2 separate regions of the Anser cygnoides genome follow, and region 2 is linked to region 1. A link is a contact called in public Hi-C data. All regions are on one chromosome and are shown on one strand. Each heading gives the region's core, a stretch centred on a gene start, on an enhancer-like site or on the middle of the called end of the contact. The rest is flanking DNA. Distances are from core to core; before and after follow the strand shown.

What was found. A called contact is a pair of places that touch in the nucleus more often than the background predicts.
Region 2: a contact with region 1 is called in a Hi-C map of liver, with 8 times the contacts expected there. The contact joins the promoter of RAB17 here to the promoter of UBE2F in region 1. A contact is called at or near these places in 2 of 7 Hi-C or Micro-C datasets (both in liver).

The regions. Positions count from the first base shown.
Region 1 is chr6:10,741,876-10,746,414 of Taihu_goose_T2T_genome, forward strand. UBE2F (ubiquitin conjugating enzyme E2 F (putative)) reads left to right here and starts at 3,069. Exons shown (of 10, transcript XM_066999805.1): 1 at 3,069-3,202.
Region 2 is chr6:10,954,237-10,958,958 of Taihu_goose_T2T_genome, forward strand. It overlaps RAB17 (RAB17, member RAS oncogene family), which reads left to right and starts at 1,442. Exons shown (of 6, transcript XM_048058455.2): 1 at 1,442-1,646; 2 at 3,572-3,731; 3 at 4,067-4,218; 4 at 4,323-4,448. The coding sequence starts at 3,575. It overlaps LOC125182149 (a long non-coding RNA gene), which reads right to left and starts at 1,419. Exons shown (of 2, transcript XR_007161258.2): 1 at 1-1,419.

The sequences.
Region 1 (4,539 bases), core at 1,819-4,318:
ACTAGTCATCAGTGTTTTTAGGTAATAAGTGATGCAGAGATATAAATATAGATCTAACATCAGGAAACTGCTTAATAAACTGCAATTATTTCCTTAGGTGCTGAACAATTTGAGACTCTCACCTCTTCAGCAGCTCTCAAAATACCTAGTTTTGATTGCACAAACATGCAAGGTGGTACCCACTGGGAAAGTTTTCACTGGAGCAGTTTGACTGAATCGCCCCCAAATTAGCTTTTGAAAATCAAGGTTCTCTACTTGTTGCAGAAAGTATTTCCCAAGATCCTGGTTTCCTTACTCTTGGGTGACTGAGGGATCAGCTCAGTGATAAAAGGAGGTGAGAAAATGAGGAAAAAAAAAAAACCAGTAAACTGTAAAACACAAAGCAAAAGAAGGAACAAATATGAGATTAGAAAATGTGGCATTTGGAAGTGTTTGCCGTGTATCCCTTGTGATGCCTGTTTTGTTAATATGACATTAATTTCATTTTTAACAGACTACATTTTGTACAGGACCACAATAAGAACAGGAGACTCTTGCTTCCAGTAAACAGCACTGCTGTCTTGCTGCCTGGATTGTCTGCAGAAAACAAGTAACCAGGCCATGGCTTCAGATTAATCTGATTTTCAAAGATTTTTCTTCACGCTGCAGTGAGTTGGAACTGTTAAGTGGTTCCAGAAGGTCACCGAACATCAGATGCTGAGCTCTGCTCATCGCTAATAAGAGGAACTGGTGGAGGATGAAAGGAGATCTGTCACCGTTACAGCCCATGTCAGACAATATTGGCTCGCCTTTAATTAGTCTTTAGAGGAGGCAGCAGTTTGTTGACAGCACCTTTATGAATTGGCTCATAAAAATATTTTATTAATCCCAGCACAGGTCACAGTCACCAGATATTAACTGAACTGCTGTACCGTAGTAAGAGGGAGGACAGCTGTTGATACCTGAAGATAAAATGGAAAGGAGGTTTCTTGGCTTTCCTGAAGGAAGCACATTTTGGATTGACCCTTACAGAGCATCTTGGTTTGGCTGCTAAGATAAGGCATTTTAAGGCTTATAAATAATAACACTTGTGACTCTGGCCTGCTCGCTGAACTTTGAACTTTGGTAGTGGGCAGTCCCTTCCACAAGAGAAACAAGCCAGCAAAAAAGCAGATGATATCTATCAGTATCTTGAGCCTTCAGACTTGTCCTTTTCAGGATGTTGCCATTATGAGGCAAACATTTAAAAGCCAGCAAATGCCAGCGCTGAGGTTGACTTTGCAGCCTCTGTTTGTGCCAGCAAGCGTTATGACAGGATCTGCAATGTAGGACTGGGTCTGCTTCAGAGCATGAAATGGCTCTGGCTTACTGATGCTGAAGGTGCAACAATCCTCAAGCCATCTTCTCATTTCCTGACTGCATTGGAATAGAAATCTGGAAGCAGAATTACACAGAGGCATTTCTAGGCACCCACTGCCAGGCACAGCCAGGGAGGAGGCAGCCTCCTGCATCTCTGCAGCTATCCCATGGGCTCGTTTTGGGTCAGTTTGTGCTTGGATTCACCTGCAATCAGAAAAACAAACTCAGGTGTAGCGTTCCAGATATCTTTTTAGATTATTTTCCCCTTAAAGTTGGCAGTTTTTAAACATCTCTGCTGGTGTGTGTGGAACAGCCACGGAGGCAGGTAGGGAAGGGACTGCCATCTTCATGGTCTCTATCCATTGTCAGCATATATACACACTTTGATGGGATTTTATTCCCTCTTGCCTTCTACCCTGCTGAAGACAGAGAGCAGTGGGCATGTTTTTCTAAGCACTTTCTTCATTTTTCAGCTACAGATTTTTCTGTCTAAAAACAAAAGCATGAGCAGGCTGATAACAAAAGAGTTGTAGAAAAGGCAAGTGCTTTTCAGCCAATTCATCTAGCTTCTCATCTTTTACAAGAAGCTTGTGAAAGGGTTAAGACACTTTAAGGTTTCTGAGTTGTGGCTCTCCACTGGATTGACTAGATTTGACTGAGCTAAATTCTGTTTGTTTGCTTATCTGTTTTTGTTGTTGTTGTATTTTATTTTATTTTATTTTATTTATTTTATTTATTTTATTTTATTTTATTTTATTTTATTTTATTTTATTTTATTTTATTTTATTTTTAAGTAAAGGAGAAGCAGTATTATTCCTGTGATGTTTAGGAAGTCATAAGTATTTTAATAGCAGCCTGCCAATCCTTCCTTGTGTCTGGTGTTCAGGTTTGGGCCCCTCGCTACAGGAAGGACATGGACGTGCTCGAGCGAGTCCAGAGAAGGGCGACCAAGCTGGTGAGGGGTCTGGAGAACAAGTCTTACGAGGAGCGGCTGAGGGAGCTGGGGTTGTTCAACCTGGAGAAGAGGAGGCTCAGGGGAGACCTTATCGCTCTCTCCAGGTACCTTAAAGGAGGCTGTAGAGAGGTGGGGGCTGGTCTATTCTCCCACGTGCCTGGTGACAGGACGAGGGGGAATGGGCGAAAGTTGCGCCAGGGGAGGTTTAGGTTGGATGTTAGGAAGTACTTCTTTACTGAAGGGGTTGTTAGGCATTGGAATGGGCTGCTCAGGGAAGTGGTTGTCACCATCCCTGGAGGTCTTTAAAAGACATTTAGATGTAGCCCTTAGTGATATGGTTTAGTGTAGGACTTGTTAGTGTTAGGTCAGAGGTTGGACTGGGTGATCTTGGAGGTCTCTTCCAACCTAGATGATTCGGTGATTCTGTGGTCTCTAGCTTTGCTTTATCAAACCTTTTAACCTGGAGGCTTCTCTAATTGCTTCATTTTGGTTCCCCTATTCATTGCATGCTAAGGGATGGAAGAATTCTTCAATGTTATGCATGTAGTTAAGTAAAGTAAGTTAAGACCAGATGATCGTGGAGACAATTTTTTTTTCCAACCCTAATGGTTCTGTGACTTTATGACACAACCTCAATTAACACCCCAGCCCCATCCCAACCCCACAAAATGGCGCCGCCCGGCCGGGGGCGCACCGCCCTCGCGCCGCGCCACCTCTCGCGAGAGCTCGGCTGCTGCGGGCGGAGCGGCGGGGGAGGGGGCGGGGCCACCGCGGGGCCCCGCCCACTTCCGGCGCGGCGGGCGGGCGGGCGGCTGCGGGAGGGGGAGGAGCCGCCGCCGCCGCCCCTGCCCCGGGCCGGCCCCGGGGCTGGCCTTGGCCGCGGCAGCCGGGCCCTGACGCCGCGCTCAGGTAGGTGCCGGCCGCCCCCCGCCGCTCCCGGGCCGGACCCGGCCTCGGCAGCCGGACCCGGGCTGGCCCCGGGCGTCCGCGGCCCGCCAGGCCTCGGGGCCGGGCCTTGCGCTGCCGTGTGCCCCCCCCTCCCCCCTTAAACCCCCTTTTCCTTCGTTAGCGCAGCCCTCGGCCTCGGGCGGGGGTCAGCGGGGCGGGCTGTCGCCTTTTCTGCCTTTCTGCGGGGTAACGGGAGGGGAAACAACCCCAAAACACGGGGTCTGCCTCAGCCAGCATGGATATTCAACACGGATTTTGCCTGGTTTTGATCTGTTTCTGGAACCTGGCGCGTGTACCTGTCAGCCCCGCAGAGCCTGACCTTCCTGTGCACAAAATATACGTGTAACGCCTTATTATACCTTATTGCGCCTCATTATAGCCTGTTACACCTTGTCGTGCCCTACCAGGTGCCACACTGCTCCAGGACGCGTCTTCCTTCCGTTCCGACCCTCGTTATTGGCACCTTCTCGTTAATCGCCACCTTCTCCACATCCAGGTGTCGCTTCCGTTCTGGCCTGCCCCCCCCCCCCCCCGGTCCTTTCACCAGCACCCTGGTGTCGGTTTGGTCTTTGCTTTAAATCCCCCAGCTTCCCCAAGGACCTGGAGGAGCAGTGACAAGGTTGGCAGGCTGGGGAGTTTTTTTCTCCTACCTGTTTTGTCCGGGACGGAAACAGATAAGCAAGTGAAACAATCGCTGTTGCAGCCGAGCTGGTAAACTTCAGGGCTGGCTTACAAGAGTGGAAGAAGCATCCAGATACGTAGGGCTGAAGCTGACAGAGAAACCTTCAATCGAGCCTTGTCACTTTTCATTTTGCTCATCTTCTTCTCGGTGGTTTCCTTCACTTGCCCATCTGTGTTATGCCTTGGCTGATTCTGTTTCATGCTACGAAAGCTGATGGTGCATGAGCATCCGCTTCATGTCTTGGTACCTGCTACACCGTACCTGTCTGCTCTTCTATTCCAACCACTTTGTGTAAAGGCTGCTGACTTTTTACGAGTTTTTTGCCTTTATTTTGCTCAATTAACTTGTATGACGAAAGGATAAACATTACTGCAATTTAGTGGTGGTAGGGCCTGAAGGGTATTGGTGTTGTTAGCATTATTTTGGTTTTGGCCACGCTGTTAAGAAGAACAAATTGCCTTCAAGCAGGAGTAGGGGCAGGATGTCTGAAGGCACAGCAGGTGGAACATTTCCATTTGACTTTGGCTTTCTGTCCACCTTTTGTTGCAAGCTACTTATCATCAGAGTTACCTTCTGATAACTGATGTACCAAATATTTCTCTCCATTTCAGCTACC
Region 2 (4,722 bases), core at 192-2,691, 210 kb after region 1:
GCAGCTCCTCCAGGAAAAAGGATGAAAGCAGGGGAAGGTCCGCAAGTGGTTTCGAGGTGCTCAGGTCACGCCTTGCTGGGCTGGGATATTTGGTCCCTACCAGCCCTGTGGCCAGAGCTCTCCTACGAGGTCTTGTGGTGTAACCACAAGCACAGAACTAAAGGGTGCAGGCTCCGGGAGCAGGCTCCGAAAGGAGACTCGGCAGCGGAGAGCTGTGCCGTCTGAAATCACGGACGAGCTATGCCCTCTAGCGGGTCTGCCGCTGGAGAAGGTCCCGTGCGGGAGGCGGTGCCCACCCCAGGGACACATCCCTGGGACCCAGGGGAGGCTTATAAAAGCCCCTGCCTCATCCCAGGCAGGTGCCACTGGGATGGGAACAAAGAAAAAAAGAAGTGCCCAAACGCTTTTCTACCCCTCTGCTGTACCAACCATTCACGGGGCCACGCCAGTTCGGGATTTCACAGGGTAGTTAGGAAACTTCTTCAAAGGCTCCCCAGATCCTTTCCAGCCTGGCTGATGGGCAGGGAGCCGGGAGGAAAGGCTTTGCTGCCCTCTGGCAAGGAGCTGGATGCAGGCTAAGCTCTGCTTGGGGGCTGGATGCAGCTGAGCGGTGTCGGTGCTGGGATTTGTTCCCCCCAAAAAAGGAAATCCACTCTCGTTTGGCTCACGGACCAAAAAGTTACATGTGCAGATCCATAAAGCTTTCAGAGCTGGCTCTTGAAGGCAAGGCATTACAGATGGCCAGGTTAGTGCTACAAACACAAAAGCTGCCTTCCTTTAGGTTTCTAATGACCTGCAGATCTTCCTGTTCCCTCTCCAGACCGGTTATCCCAATACATTGTGCTTTTCCCCCATTAAGATGTAAGAGCTTTAACAAGAACTCTGTACAAAGCGCCCAGCCCCAGCGGTAACCAGCCATTAGTTTAATTAAAAGGCAGGAAAAGCCCAAGTGCTCAGGTTTTTTTCTTTGCTCGCTTTGTCTGCACCTCGCCGGCTTGTCTGCTAAGCCCTTTGCGGGAGCAGCGGGTGTGCCGCTTCCCACCCGCTCCCCAAAAACAAATCCCTTTGGCAGCCCTGGCTCCGAGTTATCGCAGCCCGGGACCAAAGAGGAGTCTCACCTGCGTCAGCAGAAATTGCAGCATTATAAAAAACCCTACAAAGGCCAGATCCCTGGCTCCAGCCTGCCTCATACCCAACCCTCCCCATCCCCAAATCCCAGCTGCGGGATGCGGGCGGTGATGCTCGCGGCACCTCCGAGGACAAGCCACCGAAAAGAAACGGCTCCTGCAGCAGGGACAAGGGACAGCGGGGACAGAGGGAGCACAGAGGGCAGGGTTTATGGCCCTGCCTCGCCCAGCCGGCGGGGAGGGTTTAAGGTTCACCCGTTTCTGCTCACCTCTCGGCTTTGGCACCGCTCTCTGGCAGCTGCTGGCGCGCCTGACGGAGTTTCGCTTTTAGTTTTCTGTGGAGAGGAGGCAGCCGGGGAGGCTGGAGGAGGCCGTCCCCATCTGTCGAGGCTGTTCCCGTCCATCGAGGCTGTCCTCATCCATTGAGGCCATCTCCATCCATCGAGGCTGTCCCCACCCGTCGAGGCTGTCCCCGTCCTCCACCACCCCTGCGCCAGAGGAGAGCCAGCCTGCAGCCAGGTAACCCCTTCCTCTGCCTCCCACCTCCCTCCAAAATCCCAAGATTTGTGTCTTCCCACCAATAATCAGCCCCAGATCCCAGCCACAAAGGCAGCCCAGCCTCCAAAATCGCAGTCGGAGGGGGATCTCCGCTTGTTGCTGGCATTATTTCCCCAGCAGGGCGATAATGACCCAGCCTCTGCTCCCTGCAGTTCAGGGGAGGGCTGATCGTGTTGGGAAATCAGCACTGCGTGGATCCAGCAGTGTGTACACGTCAAAGTGTCTTTGCAGTGCATGTTTCCCTGTCCCCTGGCAAGCTTCCCCTAAGCACGGTGACTGCCGCAGAGCTCAACGCCAGCAGGAACGATCTGGGGACGCCGGTGTGCTAGCACCATCTGGGGAAAACAAAACAAAAAAAAAACAAACAAAAAAAAAAACATAAAAAATCCCACGTCCAAAACCTGCAGGTTAGGTGCGGCAGAAACCCAGCAAATGGCTCCAGCATCCTCTGAGAGCTGCTGGCTCAGACATCAATCAGACACTGTTAATTTCCCAGGAAGTTAAATGAAGGCTTAAATGACACTTCTCAGTGTCTCCATCCCCAAAGATTTGCATTTCTTTTATGTTTTCCCCCCAGTGATATTTTTTTTGGAAATAAAGGATAATATTTTTTTGGAAATATTTACCCCTGAGAGTGAATACAGCAGGACCCCCTCCCAAGTTAGCGATAACACAGATACTGACTTATCAAGTGGCAAACGCCGAGCCCTCGCTGTTGCTTTCCAGCTCAGATAACTGCTCCACCTCCTGTTTCTGGCTCATATCACTAACAATAAAGCCCATAAAACGTGGGTTTTATGCAATGCTTAACCCTCAGCTGGAAGCAGGCACGAAGCTGCTAGGGTAAGGTCAGCCGAGCCTGCCCCAAATGTCTGCCTCAGGACACAGCTGCCACAAACTATGGGGTCTGTGTAAGGTTAAATCAAACTTTTTTCTAATGTTTCCAATACCAACAAGGTTCCTGGTGTGCCCTGCTGGGGCTTAGGTCAGGAAACCAGCAGGAAAGGGGATTTCAGGGTTTCTCTCTGACACCCTCGTCCCAGCATGGGGAAATCAGGGAGGCTGCCTCAGCAGCACCGACAAAGAGCAATCCAACAGCAACAAACACTTTCCCCTAAATCCTATTATTTTCCATCAAAATCAGAGCAAAATGACTTGTTTTGCTTTCTTGCCGTTCTCTTCCGGCGACCAGGGACGTGCACCCCCTGCACCCTCTTACCATGGGAAAAAGATTGTTGGAGATGAGCTCTGGTGATGCTCCCCCTCTGCGATAGGTGCTTGCAAGGAAATTTCCAGCAATTGCAGTAATTGTCAAGTGAGCTTCGTGTAATCTTCTGGGGTTAAATGGAGGTGCATTTTAAGAAATAATTTGAAATAACGAGTAACAGGGTTTACAAGACAATCTGCAAATCTTTTCACGCAGCTGCCTGTAAAGTTTTTTGGAGCATTACCTATGACAGCAGACAAAAATACCAGAAGGAGCACAGCCTTATGCTGCATTTTAATTTTTTGTTTGTTTGTTTAAAAGAAATAATAAGCCAGATAATAACCTGCATGAACTGTGACCCTGCTCTTCATCATCAGGCTGTACAGTGCATTTAAGGGGCTGAAAGCAGAAAATAATCAAGGGAGTAATAATAATAACGCTTCCAATAATCAAGGGAAAAGGGAAAACTTGAGCAAACTCCAACTGGGCATGGGCAGGACTGAGTTTAGGTGTTAAAACAGGCTCTTTTGGGCAATGTTGGACTTGCTGAGTTACTGGGCGAGCTCCCAAAAGCTGTTTTGAGGTCACACCACACTGCCACCAGTAGGGATTTCATACGGGATGCTCAGCTGGTGGACCTGGGGTCACTGCAGGCACATTTTGGGTTGGTTTTTTGCAGGAGATGGCACAGGAAGGGATGGCAGGTGGCTCGCTGGAGAGGCATTGTCCCACCTACATCTACAAAGTGGTGCTGCTGGGGAGCACGGCGGTGGGAAAGTCAAGCCTGGCCTACCGATACGTGAAAAACGACTTCCAGGAGTCGCTGCCCACCGTGGGATGTGAGTGAGCATCCCTCCCCCCCCCCCCCCCCCCCCCCCCGCCCCCCATGTGGATTTGCTTCCCCCTTTGCTGCCAGCTTCAGGTCGCTGCCATCCATCTCCCCTTGCCCCAAGCAACCAGCAAAGCCATGTCCAGGGGTATTTGTGGGCAAACCCCATGCCCTGCCCCGCTGGCACGGGGGCGAGAAGCCAACCTCTTCTGCTGGGGTGATGAAAACCCATCCAGTTTTCACAGCAGCATCCCTGACCTTGAATCGGGTTCAGCCCCATGGCAGCAGACCCAATTTCTCCATGCTCACCCCAAGTGATCGTGCCCCATCCCACCTCTCTTGCAGGCTCCTTCTTCACGAAAATAATCCGCATGGAGTCGGCCACGGTCAAGCTGGAGATCTGGGACACGGCCGGGCAGGAGAAGTACCACAGCGTCTGCCACCTCTACTACCGGGGCGCCCACGCCGCTCTCCTTGTCTACGACATCACCAACAAGGTGAGGGGGGACGCTGAGCCCCTCGGCACCAAAATGCTGCCCCGAGACACGTCACTGGTGGGGCAGAAAGCTCCAGGAGCCATGGTGTCGCTGTCTCTCCCCAGGAAACACTTGGCAGGGCGAAGCTGTGGCTGAGGGAGCTGGAGAAGGAGTTCCTGCATGACGAAATCGTCATTGCTTTGGTGGGCAACAAGACGGACCTGGCTGAGGAGAGAGAGGTCCCAGCCGAGGTGGGCACCTGTATCATCCTCCCTTCCCCACTGCAAGCATCAAAACATGCCCCTTGATACCAAAGGGCCTTTGGGCACCCCCAAAGTGAGGTCCCTCATTGCTCAGCGATGCATTTATGGGCAATTTCTTGGTGCCTGAAGGTCATGGTAGGACCTTTGGCTGCTCTTACCCAACCCAAGCACGCTGAGTAAGCCTGGCTCTCGTGGTCACCTTGCGCCCCCAAACTTCATGGCTGGGGGAGAAACTGACCCCTGAGAGGTCTCCGCATGCCCC